5 separate regions of the Mus musculus genome follow, and regions 1, 3, 4 and 5 are each linked to region 2. A link is a contact called in public HiCAR-type and promoter capture Hi-C data. All regions are on one chromosome and are shown on one strand. Each heading gives the region's core, a stretch centred on a gene start, on an enhancer-like site or on the middle of the called end of the contact. The rest is flanking DNA. Distances are from core to core; before and after follow the strand shown.

Region 1 (2,859 bases), core at 148-2,647, 1.9 Mb before region 2:
CTTGGGAACTAGACTTCACCGGTCTCTCGGCCGCTCCTACTCACAGATAGGGTGCTGGAAGCTGATCTAAACTCAAGGAGGGGCCCCAAGAAGATACAAAGTGACAGGAAGAAGGGGCTGAGAATACAAGCCAAAGATGGAAAAAGGTTGAGACAAAGAACGAAGACAGCAAAAGTGCCTGAGTCTGCAAGTCCCATCTGTCTGGGGGCCCCCCTCCCAAGGCTCAGGGATCCTGGGAACTCTCAGGCTCAGGCTGAAGCTGAGGGCGAGGGGCAGGGCTGGGAAAAACCGTGGGCGGGAGAGGCCGCGGGGTCCCAGGGGAGGGCGGAGGCTGGGGGACCGGATGCCAGGGTCCTACAGACTGTTCCTTACCCCGCCCAAGACGGCGTACTGGGGCGCTGGCCCCGAGTCCTCCACCCAGCTCCAGTCGGTCCCTCGGCGCCCCAACCGCGGTCCCCACCGTTGGATTCTCCCCTGTGCAGTTGCAGCCCCCAACTCCAGCCGGCGCCTCCGCTACCCCCCGCCGGCACGCCCCCTCATTGTTCCGCTTCGGCGCCGCCCCCTCCCCCAGCCCCGGGCCCCTCGCTCCCCTCACCTCCCGGGGAGCCACGGGCCTTGGGGTCGGGAGTCCCGCGCGTCTGGACCGTAACGCGCGATCCCTGGGGAGGCTCACAACCCAGACTTAAGGTCGTGAACTTGGGGTTCTCGGACTCCAGAATCCGGGGAGAGTTGGGATCCGGAGTCCGAAGTCTCGGTGTTCTAAATAGAAGATGCTGCAACCCTCTACTCGAGTCTCAGACCAGGGCGCTGGGGACCCAAACTCCTCAGTCTTCTAGGTAGGGCTGTGTGTTGTCGGGAGCACCGGGATTCCAGAGTTTCCAGAACCCGAGGGGCAGGAGTGAAGTCACCTCCGGGAGGGACCGCAAGGACTGGCTAACTCCTCGGTCTCCTGGAGGTGATGGATGCTGCAGCCCTAAGTCGAGGCGCGAGGTCCTGTCCCCAAGTGGCTCCAGGAGGGGGTCTTGGACTCAGAGTTGGGACCCCGTGGGAAGGATGCACGGCCACAGATCCTACGGTCTTCGAAGCCGGGTACGGGACGGGCCTCCAGCCTCGGGGCTGACTTCCCGAGCCCCGGGCTCCTCCAGGAGGGGGCGCTGGACATCAGAGGTCCCGGCCCCTCTGCGGGAGCCGGGACTTGCGGGTCTCTTAAAACGCGGGACAGAGTTCCCGGACGCCTGGGCCCAAGACTATGAACGCCTCGGGCTCCGGGATGAGTGTCCTGGGGCTCTGGGGGCAGCGGCAACGCCGCATCTGGGGCGGGGAGAGTCGGGTCCCAGATGTGGGGCGGGGGGCGGCCGCCCAAGGCTTCTCCTCCCCTTTGCCGCCGCCGCGGCTCACATCCTGTTCCCGCCTGCTGGGGGGAGGGGCCGCCTTCCGGCACGCCCTCCCGTAAAGGCTTTTAAAATCCCCGCCCCCTACTCTGAATAATTGCAAGCAAGCGGTTCCAACGGCGAGTCACCGCCCACATTCCAAGAGCCTAGAGCCGGGAGGACTTTTTACCTTTTACAGCAAGGGCCCAGGAGGCGTGAGAATCTGGAATAGTCTCACACTCTTGTTCTTATTGGTCGATCGGCGGGCTTTATATTTGCATATGCAATGTTGGGCCGAGCCGTTCAACAAAGTCCTGCGACTACAACTGACTGAAGGACTTTGTGGCGCGAGGGTGCGGCCGGAGCTCCAGTGGCGCAATCGGTTAGCGCGCGGTACTTATATGTCAGTGCTAGGCGTAAGCGATGCCGAGGTTGTGAGTTCGATCCTCACCTGGAGCACTTCTTTTTTTAACTCATCTACCTCTTTTCTGGTGTTCTCTCATCAGTTTAGAAGTCTTCACATTTTATAATTTCAATCAAATGTTTTGGCTTGTTTGAGACAGGGTCTCACCATGTAACTCTCTGGCTGGTCTGGAAGTCATTATGTAGACCGGGCTGGCCTCGAACTCACAGAGAGCGCCTGCCACTGCCTCTGCCTCTGCCTCTGCCTCCCTAGTACTGGTATTAAAGACGTGCGTCACTGTACCCGGAAACTACAGAATTTTTGAAGAATGAACATTTCTTTGTGAATTTTTTGCAATGGTCTGTGGAACAGTCCCAAAGTTGCAGTTTCTATTCTGGTCGCCAGAGGGCAATAACGTCTCTTATTAGATGGCCTGGGCGTCAGATAAAATCCAAATCTCAGATCCCAGGGATGGATGGATGCTTACAACACACTCTTTATGGATATTTGTCTTCTACAGGTTTCTGAACAGATTTTTTTTTTTTTTTTTTTTTTTTTTACTGACCACTCACTAGGAACTGTATCCTCTGTCTCTGAGGACTTGACTTTTTACTAAGGAGACTGAGTACTGAAAGTCTACGAATTAAGTACTTTTTTTTAAAATTTGACTTTCCCTATGTTACCCAGACTGGCCTAAACTCCTGGCTCCCTCACCATCTGGGAGTGTAACTGTATCGTTAGATTAGCTACTGATAAGTATGGATAAGTAGGGTGGGATGCAGATTATCATAGCTGTCATGGATGGACTGTTTTTATTTTATGTGTATGGGTGTTTGGCCTGCAAGTGTGTCTGTGTACCATGTTCATGCTTGGTGTCCAAAGAGACTGGAGGAGGGCGGCAGATCCCCTGGAACTGCAGTTTCAGAGGGTTATGGTGCAGGGAATCAAACCAGGTGCTCTGTCAGAGCCGCCAGTGTTCTTAACTGCTGATCCATCTCTCCGGCCCCAGGGGAGATCTTTGAACAGACAGACACCTGGAGGAGGGGAAGGAGCCATGGGAACACCAGAGAGATGTTCCAGATAACA
Region 2 (2,910 bases), core at 360-2,859:
TTCACCCAAGGGATGCTGACCCTCTCCACAACAGGACGTTCTTGAGTTACCAGTGAATTAGAGTCCCATGAATGAAGACCCCCCACCCTGGTTCTCCTTAAGCATAGGTCATACTTCCAGAATAGCCAGCCACATCACTGTCCCCATTTAACATCAGTCTCCTCAAAATGTTGTGACCCCAAGGTCACCAGAAAGCCCTTATATTCTACTCTCCTTATCAGAGATGCCCCCCATTCACTTAAGTCCCTGTTCTCACCCCTGAACAAGACACCCACTTAGTCGGCCCACTCACCCCAATTTACAAACACCAAAACCGTCCTGGAAGCATGAATTACAGGACAGCAAGTCTTCCTGCCCTCTGTACCCTGAGAAACCCCCAGTGCCTTGTATGAAGCCCACCCCACATGGCCCACAGTCCCTGTGCTGGCCAAGGCTCCCAGAAAATTCTCTATTTTTTAAAGTGATAACTTCCCCCCTTTGGGGGGAAATCCCCAAATTTGGAGGCCCCATTCTAGAACTCTGGGGAGTTCAAATTCCAGAGAGAATATATATTATATATGTCCCCAAATTTCCCATCCCTCCAAGCCCCACGATCTCTAGAAGACCCCAAATTTCTAATTCCCAGGACTTCCCTACCCAAGTAACAGAATCTTCAAATCCCCAGGGAATCCCAAACTTAAGACCCCAATCCCAAGCCCTCAGGAAACCCCAACTACAAGGTCCTAAGGACTGGGAGGAAGGACCCTGTTGCCAGGCTCTCAGGGCATCTCAAACCTGACTCCCAGGCACCAGGAGACCCCAAACAGGAAGTCCCATCTTTGGAACAAGGATAGAGGACTCTAATACTCTTAGTCCATGGATCATCTAATCTCTCAACCTCCAAATTCCATGGGCCCCAGCTTCAAGGGAACCCCCAAGTCCCAAATCTCTGATTACTAATATGTGCAGGGCCCCAGGGCTCTAACAGGACCCCAAGTCATGGAGTCCCTACTTCAATCTACCTTCCGGTCACAGGTCCAAGACACTAAATCTGAGTCATTGGCCCCAAAGGACTTCACAGCTCCTGGGCCAGACCAACAGCCTGCGGGAGAACCTGAGGGCCCCATAGGTCCAGAGCAGACCTGGGGCCCTGACCACCAAGGACAGCTCACGACTGCCCCTTCACTGCATGTCCCTAAAATCAGCATGACTCCTGTCCTCTTCAATAAAGACGTTTCTATGGCCTTCTTGTGTCAGGTCACTGGGGGGTTACTGCATTGACCCTGTGCCCTTGCTGGGTAAGAATGGCAGAAGGTTTGTTTGTTTGTTTAATGTCCTGTCCCTGTGTCAGTGACATAGGACTTACAACTTGACCTGCAGAAGGCTAAGCCCTTCACGCTCCTTTCCTGCAGTCGCCCTCGCTGTGGGTCTCAACTGAGTCCACAAGGACACGCAGGTCTGTTAGGTTCTGGAGTACTGATTGGTAGGAACCAGGCGAAGTCCCGCCTGAGTTTAGGACACAACCTATGCCTGAGCGAGGATGGCGGATGCTGAGTGAGAGCGTGGATAGGCTGGAGGGCGGGCCCTTAGGTTCTCTGAGTATGCCCAGTGGTCTAAACCTTCCTGCGTCAGTAATGCTTGGCGGAAGTGGCAGGGGGGGCGTGCGAGGATGCGCGCGTTGAGTCTGGATATCCGAGAAGACGCTGTAGACGGTCAGATTTATTTTGGGGAGAGAGGGGAGTCTTGGGGACGGGGGGAGCGGTAGGAGTGAGTGTCCAAAGGACTGAATGTGGAGGTCTAAGGCGACTCAGGGTGAGAGCTCTAGGGGGCTCAGTGTGGAATCCTGACACTCAGGGTCTGAGAGGTTCTACAGGGGAAGAAACTTTGGCAATCTGGCTCAGATCTGAGGGTGCTGAAGTGGGTTCTGAGTGGGGAGATAAGAGGAAGCTGGGAGTGGACAAGTCTGAGAAAGCTCAGAATGGGAGATGTGAAGGAGCCGAGGTGAGAGGAGGGAGGGTCTTTAGGCTCGGAGGGACCTGTGCTTACGATTGCATTCGAGAGAGGCTTCATGTGTGGGCGCGTTCTCTGTGATGCTTGGGAAGAAGATTCACGTATACTTTGGTGGGCAACGGTGGACAGAGCGATGGAGGATTTTACTGACTGCTGATATCCGGGCTGGGAAATGGGGGTCGCGGGACGGGGAGTGATCTTCGGGTGGCTTTGAGAAACTGAAGACTCCAGCGTTGAAGATTGGAGTTTATAGGAAGTCTGAGGGTAGGGTCTGGCCCCTAATGGGCTGGAAGGAAGGCTGGTCACAGCTTGAAGATAGGAGGCTTAGTGACTTCCTCCTCCCCACAGGACGGCGCACAAGGAGTTGGTATCCATGGAGGAGCAGGACGCCAGGGTCCCAGCACTGGAACCTTTCAGGGTGGAACAGGTTGAAAAGGCTGGGGTGTAGAGGAATGTGGGAACGATGGGTGTGAGGTGGGTGGAGTGACAGACTCATTCCTGGGTCTCTTGGTTGGACTGCCCCAGCTCTCCTCAGAGTATAGCCGGCTGCCCCACTTCCAATATGCAGTTTCATAGGCCATCCCAAGTCTCTCTCCAAAGGGAAAGGTTGCCCAGTCACGATAGGATCCCTGTGTTGGGCAAAGCTGTTCTTAACCTTGCTAGCGCTGGGACCCTTTAATATAGTTCCTCATGTTGTGGTGATTCTCCCCTCCACTATAAAATTATCTTTGTTGCTACTTCATAACTATTTTATGAATCATAATGTAAAGGTCTGTACTTCGTGATGGTCAGCAGGGGGTCGCGACCCACAGGTTGAGAACCACTGTCCCAACGGTAGTTCTTAATTTTATAGGCGCCACCTCTAATCTACTATGTCCCTGACTTCATCTCCAAGGAAGAAGAGGAATATTTGCTTCGACA
Region 3 (2,700 bases), core at 14-2,513, 1.3 Mb before region 2:
ACAGGAGGATTGCAAGTTTGAAGCTAGTCTGCAATTAATAGTGAAAACCTGTCTCAAAAGGAAAAAGGGAGCCGAGCAGTGGTGGCGCACGCCTTTAGTCCCAGCACTTGGGAGGCAGAGGCAGGCGGATTTCTGAGTTCGAGACCAGCCTAGTCTACAGAGTGAGTTCCAGGACAGCCAGGGCTACACAGAGAAACCCTGTCTCAAAAAACAAACAAACAAACAAACAAAAAAAGGGGGGGGGAAGATAGGGAGATAACTACACAGACAGACATGAGTAAACAAAGAGAAGAACAGAGGCTAGTCCTTAGGGACCACTGTAATTTGTTAACCTGAAATCACTCTCTTCTTCCTACAGCTTTTATTCTGGCCATGGGATATTCCTCACTTTGCTATTTTCTTTTTAAATAAATCTGTAGGAAGCTTTATTACATTCATTCGATCTTAAAATAAATAAGTTAGTCCCACCCACTGGAACTACCCAGATAGCTGATCAATTAACTGTACAACATCCAGTAAATGTTTTTCCTAACATGGGCCTCTAGCTAGCCCTACTTGAGCCCCTGGTCATGTCTAGGATGCCTCCAACCTCAGTCAGTCTCTGCAGCCCGTATGTTTTCCTGAACACCTTCTCTTCGATCCCGTTCTGACCCAGTTCCATCCTCTCCTGCCTATCTCAATACGTGGCTTGACCTGACCAGGCCCTGATCGCTCCTTATTGTCACTATCTGCTGAATGGGGTTGTCGCCAGGATGGAATGGGAACCTAAGTCCAGGAACGCAGGACCGGTTCCCGTTTCCATCACCTCCGGTCCCCACTGGCCAAATAGACATCAGAAAACACTATGTAGGATGGTCCACAAGGACAGAGAAGGAAGAGACTAAAAGACACCGGGAGTCTGTGGCAGCAGAAAAGGTAAAGTTGAGGGACGGAGAGAAACTTGGAGAAACTCCATCTCTGGAGGAGCGTGGAGCCCTGGCCACCCCTGGCTGGCTCCCCGTCTTCTCCACCCCGCTTGGCCAGAGAGCGCCCTTCAGCGGAATTCAGACCTGTCGATACCCTTGAGCAACTTGCCCACGTTCGCTCTCATCTGCTCAAACATCGCCATGATCACTGTTGCCTTCGGCAGCCTCAGCTGGAGTCGAACACCAGGCACGGTGCTTAGCACTAGAGGACCGGAAGAGAGGTGTAGGAAGCGGAACCTGCGTCACACCCTCCCTCCAGCTCCTACAAGGAAGGCAAAGGGAAAGGCGCTTTCAGCACCAGCGCCGGTTGTTTTTTTTTTTTTTTTTTTTTGTCTACCACGTGATTTCCTTCCAGCAGTTGTAACTTGCGCATGCGCAATGAGCTCACTTAAAAGAGACCAATAGCGTGAGAAAAGGTTTAGTCTGCCTTACTACGCAGGCGCCAGGAGGCGGGCTAAGCTTTTCCCGGGCCGCGCAAACTTAGTACTTAAGCTTCTGACGCGCGTGCGCTGGAGTTGTACGGGGAAAGGAGACTTTATTTTCTCTACGCATGCGTAGCCTTAAGCGTTTAGCCCCGTGAAGGGTTGCTGTTTCCTTTTCTTTGAGTTTAGTCGGGTGGGAGATGCTCTCTGAAGCCCTTCTTGTCTCCGACTTGGGTGCCTGAGACAGCATCTTGTATGTATCTTCACTTCCTCGCTGGTCCCCACTCGGTTCCGTACTGCTACAGTGCTGTTAGGAGGCCGGGAAGGCAAAAGACACCTGTAGTCTCCATCGGCTCTGCGTAGGGGCTACTAACAAGTGTTCCACGTCTGCCACAGATTCCCTACACGTTTGAAGCGTTGCACAGACATGTGCCATGCGGGCAGGTGCCCTGAGCTCAGCTGTCACTTAAGTCACATGCATGTGTCACGAGTAAACAGGTCTTCTGTGAAACCTAGCCAGCTTTGTGCAGACCTGCAACCTCTGGCTTGATTCCAGATCTTCAAGAACCCAGCAGAGGTTCAACCGTAACCTATGACTCCTCCCAAAATAGAGTGTTGGGGAGAGGGTGCTAGGTCAGCCCCAGGTTGCATTTAAGAACTTTTGCATCTTATTTACATAGTGTCCTTCAGTGGGTAAAGGGGAGTCCCATGGGTCCCAAGGCGATCAAACTCTCAGAACCCAGGGGACGGGGGTGGAGCCCTCTGTGCAGCCCTCTGCACAGCCCTGCAGCTGGGGCAGGAAGCGAGAGTGGGGAGGGGGAAGGCCACAGCCCACAGAGTCAAGGCGGGCCCAGGACTTGTGTGGAGACAGAAGGTAATACCAAAGCTTGAACCCTGAGGCCCTGTTGGCCCCCTGGGCACTGGCCCAGCCCCGGCCTCCAGGAATGGCCCTTGTGGACCCCGACATTTTTAATAAGGACCCTCGAGAACACTATGATCTACTGCAACGACTGGGTGGTGGAACTTATGGAGAAGTATTCAAGGTGAGAAAGCCCTTCTGTCTCCTCCACCACAACCCTGGGATAGTTGGGGAGAGGCTGGCAAGCAGGAGTGTAAGAGAATGCCAGGCCTTGGCCTTGGTTCAGAGATGCTGAGGATGGCAAGCTATGGAGTCTGCCTGATGACCAACTTCCCCTTTACAAGGCTCGCGACAAGGTGTCTAAGGACCTGGTGGCTTTGAAGATGGTGAAGATGGAGCCTGGTGAGAGCACCCCCAGAAACTTCTTCCCCATCCCCGCCCTTTCCTTCCTGGG
Region 4 (2,700 bases), core at 110-2,609, 1.1 Mb before region 2:
AAAAAAAGAAAAGAAAAAAAAGAAAAAAGAAAAGAGCAAGAGGTTTTGCTGGAGGTAGTTAGGGGTAGGAGTCTCAACTTGGAGGATTTCAAGCGGGACAGCCAATCAGCCAATGGTTCTTCCTTGAGGACGCTCTGGGTTCGCGCCATTCTTACAGCCCGCTGTAGGAGCTGCTGATCCAGGAATCTGAGTCTAGAGTGGAAAACATTGGGAGAATCCCAACAACTCAGGGGAGGTGTAAAGATGGGTGGAGGAGCCCTGTGTTAGAGTAGGAAGTCCAGGAGAGGGGGGGAGGGGGGGACCTTCAGTCAGTCTGTTAGTCCCCGGACCAGGGATCTTGCTGGAGAGTGCCCAAAGCGGAAGGGATCCTAGAACCGGTCTCAGGTCAGGCTAAGGTCTCTTCCTAGAAGACAGACCTCCAGTAATGTTGCCCTGCTATTACTGACTAGCATGCATGAAGGCCTGAGTTCAACTCACAGTTCACTGGGGCACTGAGTTCAGGAGGAAGTTAAAGTGGGCTGTTCCAGAAAGGACCTATCTGGAGCCAGAAGACAAGGCTGGAAGAGATGGTGTGCCAGCCCTATTGTAACACAGCCCCCGAGGTTAGACACCCAAGGAAAGCCCTACCAAGGCCCTTGCCAATCATCTATGATAATCCTAGGATTAAGACAAGAGTGAGCCAGGCTGGTGACCCACACCTGTAATCCCAGCATTTAGGAGGCTGAGACAGGAGGATGAAATTCCAAGCCAACCTGCGCCTAAAGGTACATGCTATCTCAAAACCAAACAAAAAGGCACCAAAGGGGATGCTGTCTGAGAAAGTATTCCAAGGGAACTGGGGTGTGTAGTACGAGGGCTCTCCAAATGAGGCAGCTGTGGCCAGTGTGGGTCAGTTGGGAATGGAGGTTGTTCTGAGAGCACCAGGACGATTGGGATGAAGGTGTATGTTAAGGGGTCCGGACACTATCTGGGACTGGGTGATGGATAGCACTCACTTACCCACGGTGGTGACAAGCGTGCTGGCGAAGAAGAGCGCCGAGGCGAAGTCCCACGCAGGGTCCGAAGCGTTGGCAGCTCCCGAGGCGTTGGCGAGCGCTGCGCGCCCCAGCCGTCCGGCCGCCAGCACCCGCTCCACGAAGGCATCCAGGGCGTGAGCCGCCACGCACGGGCTGTGCTGTAGCAGCTGCTCCCGCAGGGTCCCCAGTTCTGCCCGCAGCCGGGCTTCGTGAGGCCGCTCCAGCCGCGCCACAAGCAGCGCGCCCAGCGCCAGGTACCCGGCGTAGGCGGCCAGGGCGCTAGCCAGGAGCGCGCCCCGCCGCATGGTGCCCGTACAGCCCCGACACCCGCTGACGTGGCCCCCGCCGGCCCACCGCCCGAGGTCCGCTTTTAGTTCCGGGAGCTCCAGGCGCGGCCACCGACGCCCCGAAGAGGAAGAGGAAAAGGAAAAAGGGGGAGGAGCGGGGCTGGCGGAACGCCCTGACGCTGGGAAACTGAGGCACGCCCAAACACCTGGTGTAGGTACAGGGACACCGGAGGGTGGAGTTCGACGCTCCGGGATCGGGGAGTCAAATGGGATGGGAAGGGCTGCGGAGTCCTTTCCTGCCTGAAGTTCCTTGCAACTCTCCTCCTCGCGACTCCTTAACTCAGATCTGAAACTCTCCTCCGAAGTGGGAGCTTTCTGTTTGTAACCTTTTTTTTTTTTTTTTTTTTTTTCTCGAGACAGGGTTTCTCTGTGTAGCCCTGGCTGTCCTGTCTCACTCTGTAGACCAGGATGGCCTGGAACTTAGAAATCTGCCTGCCTCTGCACTGTACCCAGTGTTTGCTTGAGGCACTAAGACGTGGGATAAGTTGTGGGTGGGTGGGAGGGGCCTACGATTTCGGAATAATTGACCAGGAGTCAGGGGGCATTGTTGGAAGACCTCTGTCTCAATAAATAAACAATACATTGCTTACTTTCATGGTGGCGCACCCCTTTTATCCAGCACTCAGGAGGCAGAGGCAGCTATATTTCTGAGTTCAAGCCAGCCTGTGTACATAGTAAGTTCCAGGGCTACATAGTAGGACACAGTCTCAAGAAACACAGAACACACACAAAAATGAGCAAATAAATTTCGGATGTGGTTGTGGTGGCTTGCACATAATAACCTTAACATTTGAGCAATAGACTGGGCCATCACCGGCTCCAGGCCAACCTGGGCTACCTAGTGAATACCTGTCTCAAAAGGTGTGGTGGAGTGGCTGGAGAGAATAGCTAAGAGTATTAGTTGCTTCTGCAGATGACCTGGATATAGATATGTATATAGATATGTATATATCTATATCCAGGGTAGGGACTCCCTTTTCCTGGAGGCTGAGATGTTCCTACGTACATTAGAAAAGTTAAAGGTAGAGCAGCAAAGCCCCGTCTCAAAACAAAACAAAAACCAACAACAAACTAGTAAGTAGCCTAGGGGGTGGCTCACTTCTTTAATCCCAGCACTTGGGAGGCAGAGACAGAGGCAGATGGATCGCTCTGTGAGGGAAGCTTGCTCTACAGAGGGAGTTCCAGGTCAGCCAGGGTGACAAAGTGAGACATTGTCTCAATAGTAAATTAATAGGTAAAACTGAAAGCAGGGTTTCCCTTATTTTTCTCCTGTAGGTCCCCTCACGTCCCTCTATGACGTGGACTCAGTGCTCTCCTTACTGCTGTGTGGAGGGCAG
Region 5 (2,778 bases), core at 200-2,699, 1.5 Mb before region 2:
AACTAAGGCAACTACTCCTGGCTCTTTAAGATGAGTGTTTGTTGGGTTCCCCTCATGGGTCAGGCACTGAGTCACTGGGCATACGCAATAAGCACAAAGGACAAGAAAATCCCGGGTACAATCCCTTAATGCACGCCGTCACCACAACCATCCCTTCTCCCCAGCTTATCTACTAATCAACATTTCCTACTCTTTAACCTTTTTTCAGTCACCCTCTCCTCCTTTTCCTCTTCCCTCCTTTTTGATACTGGGTCCTTCCAGGCTGTCCTCGGACTAGTGATCCTCCTGCCTCAGCCCCTCGAGTGCCAGAATGACAAGTGTGTACCATCACACTCAGCTAAACTAAAACCAGGGATTGGAAGGTGGTAGTTTGGGAGAAGCATTTGGCTAACAGATGAATCTAGCCTCATAGAATAGAGTTTCTACATCTTATGTAGCTCTGGCTGGCAGGGAACTCAATCAGGTGGCCTCAAATTCACAGAGATCCACCTGCCTTTGCCTTCCAAGTGCTGTGAGAGCCATGACACCCACCAGCTCAATTTCTTAACTGCAGGGTCAATACTGGACGTGTCAGCTTCAGAGACTCAGGGCCAAGAACTAGTTTTGAAATCAAAATCTGGCTTATACAAGAATAGCCAAAGACCAAAGACTACATCTGGAAGTAAGAGGTAAGAAGATGTGGGAACTAGAGTGGTCGGAAAGGTTCAGATCCGATTTGGGGATCAGGAGCTCAAATTTATAGAGTTCAAAAAAGGTGAGACACTTGACTGTGTGAAAGCGTACCAGTCTCACAATTTAGTGTTTGGGGGTTAAGGGCCAGGAAGTCCAGCATCGGAAATCAAGAGTTAGGAACGAGACGATACGAAGTCACAGGAATCGTAGGCTAAAGGGGACTCAGGTAAGATCCCAGGGCTCAGTCTAGTAATTTAAGGTTTACTCACGTGTCCCCATCCTCAGTGACGTAGCCAAAGACTAAGGGCGCCCACGACAGCTCTGGGCCAAGCTCTGCGCCCAGACCTGGTCCTCCGGGAGCCGCTGCGTCGGGACCTAGAGAGCCCAGGCCGCTGTCGCACCATTCATCGGCATCCGCAGTTTTCCCCAAGCACGCGACCCCGGCCATGGCCCCAGCCACCTCGGGTGGCCCCCTGTGGTCGCCTGCCTGTCGCTGGGCTCTGCGATGAGCTCCAGTGCTTCCGCCCTATCGGGAATTCCCCAACACGCCCCCTCATATACCCAATCAAAATGTTTTAAATAGCTACACCCCGCCCCTGTACTGCACCACAGCCAATCAGAAAAATGAGGTGGACATTCGCTCGCTGAGTTTCCCCACATTTTCCAGACGCCCTTTATCAATATGGCCGCCGGCGCCAGGCTTTTTGGGATTTGTAGTTTGATAACATGAGAGGCACATTGTACGAAAGCGGTTATGGGGATCGCATTGCCTGCCGGGAGTTGTAGTTCTCTATCCTATCTCGGCCTCTTCTTGTTTCCGCTGCCGTCACGGGACAGAGCAGTCGGTGACAGTCCCGAGGGCCCCCACCCCGTTCCCATGGCCGAGCCGGACCGTGAGTTAGGGGCCCTGTTGGGAGGGTGGGAGGGTCGGGCCGCGCCGGGGCCTGGCTTTGGGCTGCAGGCCCCGGGGCCCGAGGGTAGGCTCGGTGGGGCGGGAGACAGGATCTACCTGAAGGGAGTGGGATTCGGAGGGGTGTTGCTAAGTGGTCCGTATTACTAGGTTGGTTGGTTTCTGGATTGTGAAATGTAAGGGTCCGATTGTCAAGTTCTTAATGATCGCATTTCTCGTACTTTGGCTGCTGAGGACCCTCGTTGCTAAGGACCAAAGTTACCACTATCCCGGTTGCTAAGGTTGTCTGTTGTTAAGGGCAACTGTAGGATGGGTTCCGGGGACCCCTGTGGCCCCTTACTATCTCATTCCTTCAGTTCTTGTGCCTCTCCTAAACCTCCTACCTTCACTGCATCTCCTCTCCCACACTCAACTCTCAGCAGAAGTATCCCTACTTACGTCTCTTGAAAAACTTAGCCCTCCCTCATTCTCTCGACTCGCACATGCTACCATATCCTGCTTAACTCTGAAACCTTCCTTCAGTCCAGTCTCGCCTGCTTTCTCCTCCTAAAGATTCCCCTCCTCAGCCTTTTCACGTCACACATACCTCCACTCTAAAATATGCCTTTTCCCATCTCCGATAGTTTTACTACCATCCCTGACTCTGAAATAATTAGGTTGGTGGGTCCTCTTGTCCTCCACCATTGTGAGCCCTTCTGCTTAACTCTTTCCCCGCACTGTAACCACGTCTGCTCCCCTCCTCCCCAGCCTCTGACCCTCTGGAGACCCAGGCAGGGAAGGTGCAGGAGGCTCAGGTGAGATGGGGAAGGGGTGGAGGGAAGGAGAGACTTGGTTCCACGTGCCGCACTGGGGGGAGGTGGCAAGGGAAGGCTTTTACCCAAGGGCCCTTGGCTTATGGCCCTGATCCCCAAGCCCATCTGGGGATTAGTACAATCTCCTGGGAGAATGGTGGCTTCTTGGGACTGTCAAGGAAAATGTATAGCCTCAACCCCTGGTTCCCTTCCATATCGTCCTCGTTTCCTACTGTTGCCCATCCCATCCTCAGCCCCTTCTGAACCTCATTTGTGCTGGACCTGAAAGAGACGGTTTTCCAGTTCAATCCGCAAACTCAGATCCTATGAGGTGGGGGAAAGGACCCTATAGGGCACGTTATAAAAGTATCGAAGCTGGGTGTGGTGCCAGCCCCCTGTAATGCC

Evidence for each region. Promoter capture Hi-C pulls out the DNA fragments that hold promoters and counts their contacts. HiCAR-type assays count read pairs that join an accessible place to other places. Capture Hi-C pulls out chosen DNA fragments and counts their contacts.
Region 1: a promoter capture Hi-C map of liver shows a contact between it and region 2, with 4 times the contacts expected there. The contact joins the promoter of Plekhg2 here to the promoter of Alkbh6 in region 2. A contact is called at or near these places in 2 of 39 promoter capture datasets (cranial neural crest and second pharyngeal arch cranial neural crest), 1 of 484 Hi-C or Micro-C datasets (B cells), 4 of 115 datasets of contacts at active chromatin or transcription factors (astrocytes, bone marrow-derived dendritic cells, embryonic forebrain and 1 more) and 1 of 9 other capture datasets (liver).
Region 3: a contact with region 2 is called in a promoter capture Hi-C map of cranial neural crest. The contact joins the promoter of Eif3k here to the promoter of Alkbh6 in region 2. A contact is called at or near these places in 2 of 39 promoter capture datasets (cranial neural crest and liver), 1 of 115 datasets of contacts at active chromatin or transcription factors (large pre-B cells) and 1 of 9 other capture datasets (liver).
Region 4: a contact with region 2 is called in a promoter capture Hi-C map of hematopoietic stem and progenitor cells. The contact joins the promoter of Kcnk6 here to the promoter of Alkbh6 in region 2.
Region 5: a contact with region 2 is called in a HiCAR-type map of astrocytes, with 2.7 times the contacts expected there. The contact joins the promoter of Sirt2 here to the promoter of Alkbh6 in region 2.

What each region holds. Positions count from the first base shown.
Region 1 is chr7:28,371,265-28,374,123 of GRCm38.p6, forward strand. Plekhg2 (pleckstrin homology domain containing, family G (with RhoGef domain) member 2) reads right to left here and starts at 1,398. Exons shown (of 19, transcript NM_138752.2): 1 at 596-1,398. n-TIaat16 (a tRNA gene) reads left to right here and starts at 1,735; the gene lies at 1,735-1,829.
Region 2 is chr7:30,307,144-30,310,053 of GRCm38.p6, forward strand. It overlaps Alkbh6 (alkB homolog 6), which reads left to right and starts at 1,610. Exons shown (of 7, transcript NM_198027.3): 1 at 1,610-1,691; 2 at 2,338-2,416; 3 at 2,843-2,910. The coding sequence starts at 2,363. It overlaps Clip3 (CAP-GLY domain containing linker protein 3), which reads left to right. Exons shown (of 14, transcript NM_001360763.1): 14 at 1-1,224.
Region 3 is chr7:28,980,625-28,983,324 of GRCm38.p6, forward strand. It overlaps Eif3k (eukaryotic translation initiation factor 3, subunit K), which reads right to left and starts at 1,264. Exons shown (of 8, transcript NM_028659.3): 1 at 1,050-1,264. The coding sequence starts at 1,108. It overlaps Map4k1 (mitogen-activated protein kinase kinase kinase kinase 1), which reads left to right and starts at 2,230. Exons shown (of 32, transcript NM_008279.2): 1 at 2,230-2,430; 2 at 2,591-2,648. The coding sequence starts at 2,332.
Region 4 is chr7:29,231,163-29,233,862 of GRCm38.p6, forward strand. Kcnk6 (potassium inwardly-rectifying channel, subfamily K, member 6) reads right to left here and starts at 1,360. Exons shown (of 3, transcript NM_001033525.3): 1 at 1,000-1,360. The coding sequence starts at 1,321.
Region 5 is chr7:28,765,303-28,768,080 of GRCm38.p6, forward strand. It overlaps Sirt2 (sirtuin 2), which reads left to right and starts at 1,450. Exons shown (of 16, transcript NM_022432.4): 1 at 1,450-1,565; 2 at 2,330-2,376. The coding sequence starts at 1,550. Nfkbib (nuclear factor of kappa light polypeptide gene enhancer in B cells inhibitor, beta) reads right to left here and starts at 1,342. Exons shown (of 6, transcript NM_001306222.1): 1 at 942-1,342. The coding sequence starts at 1,120.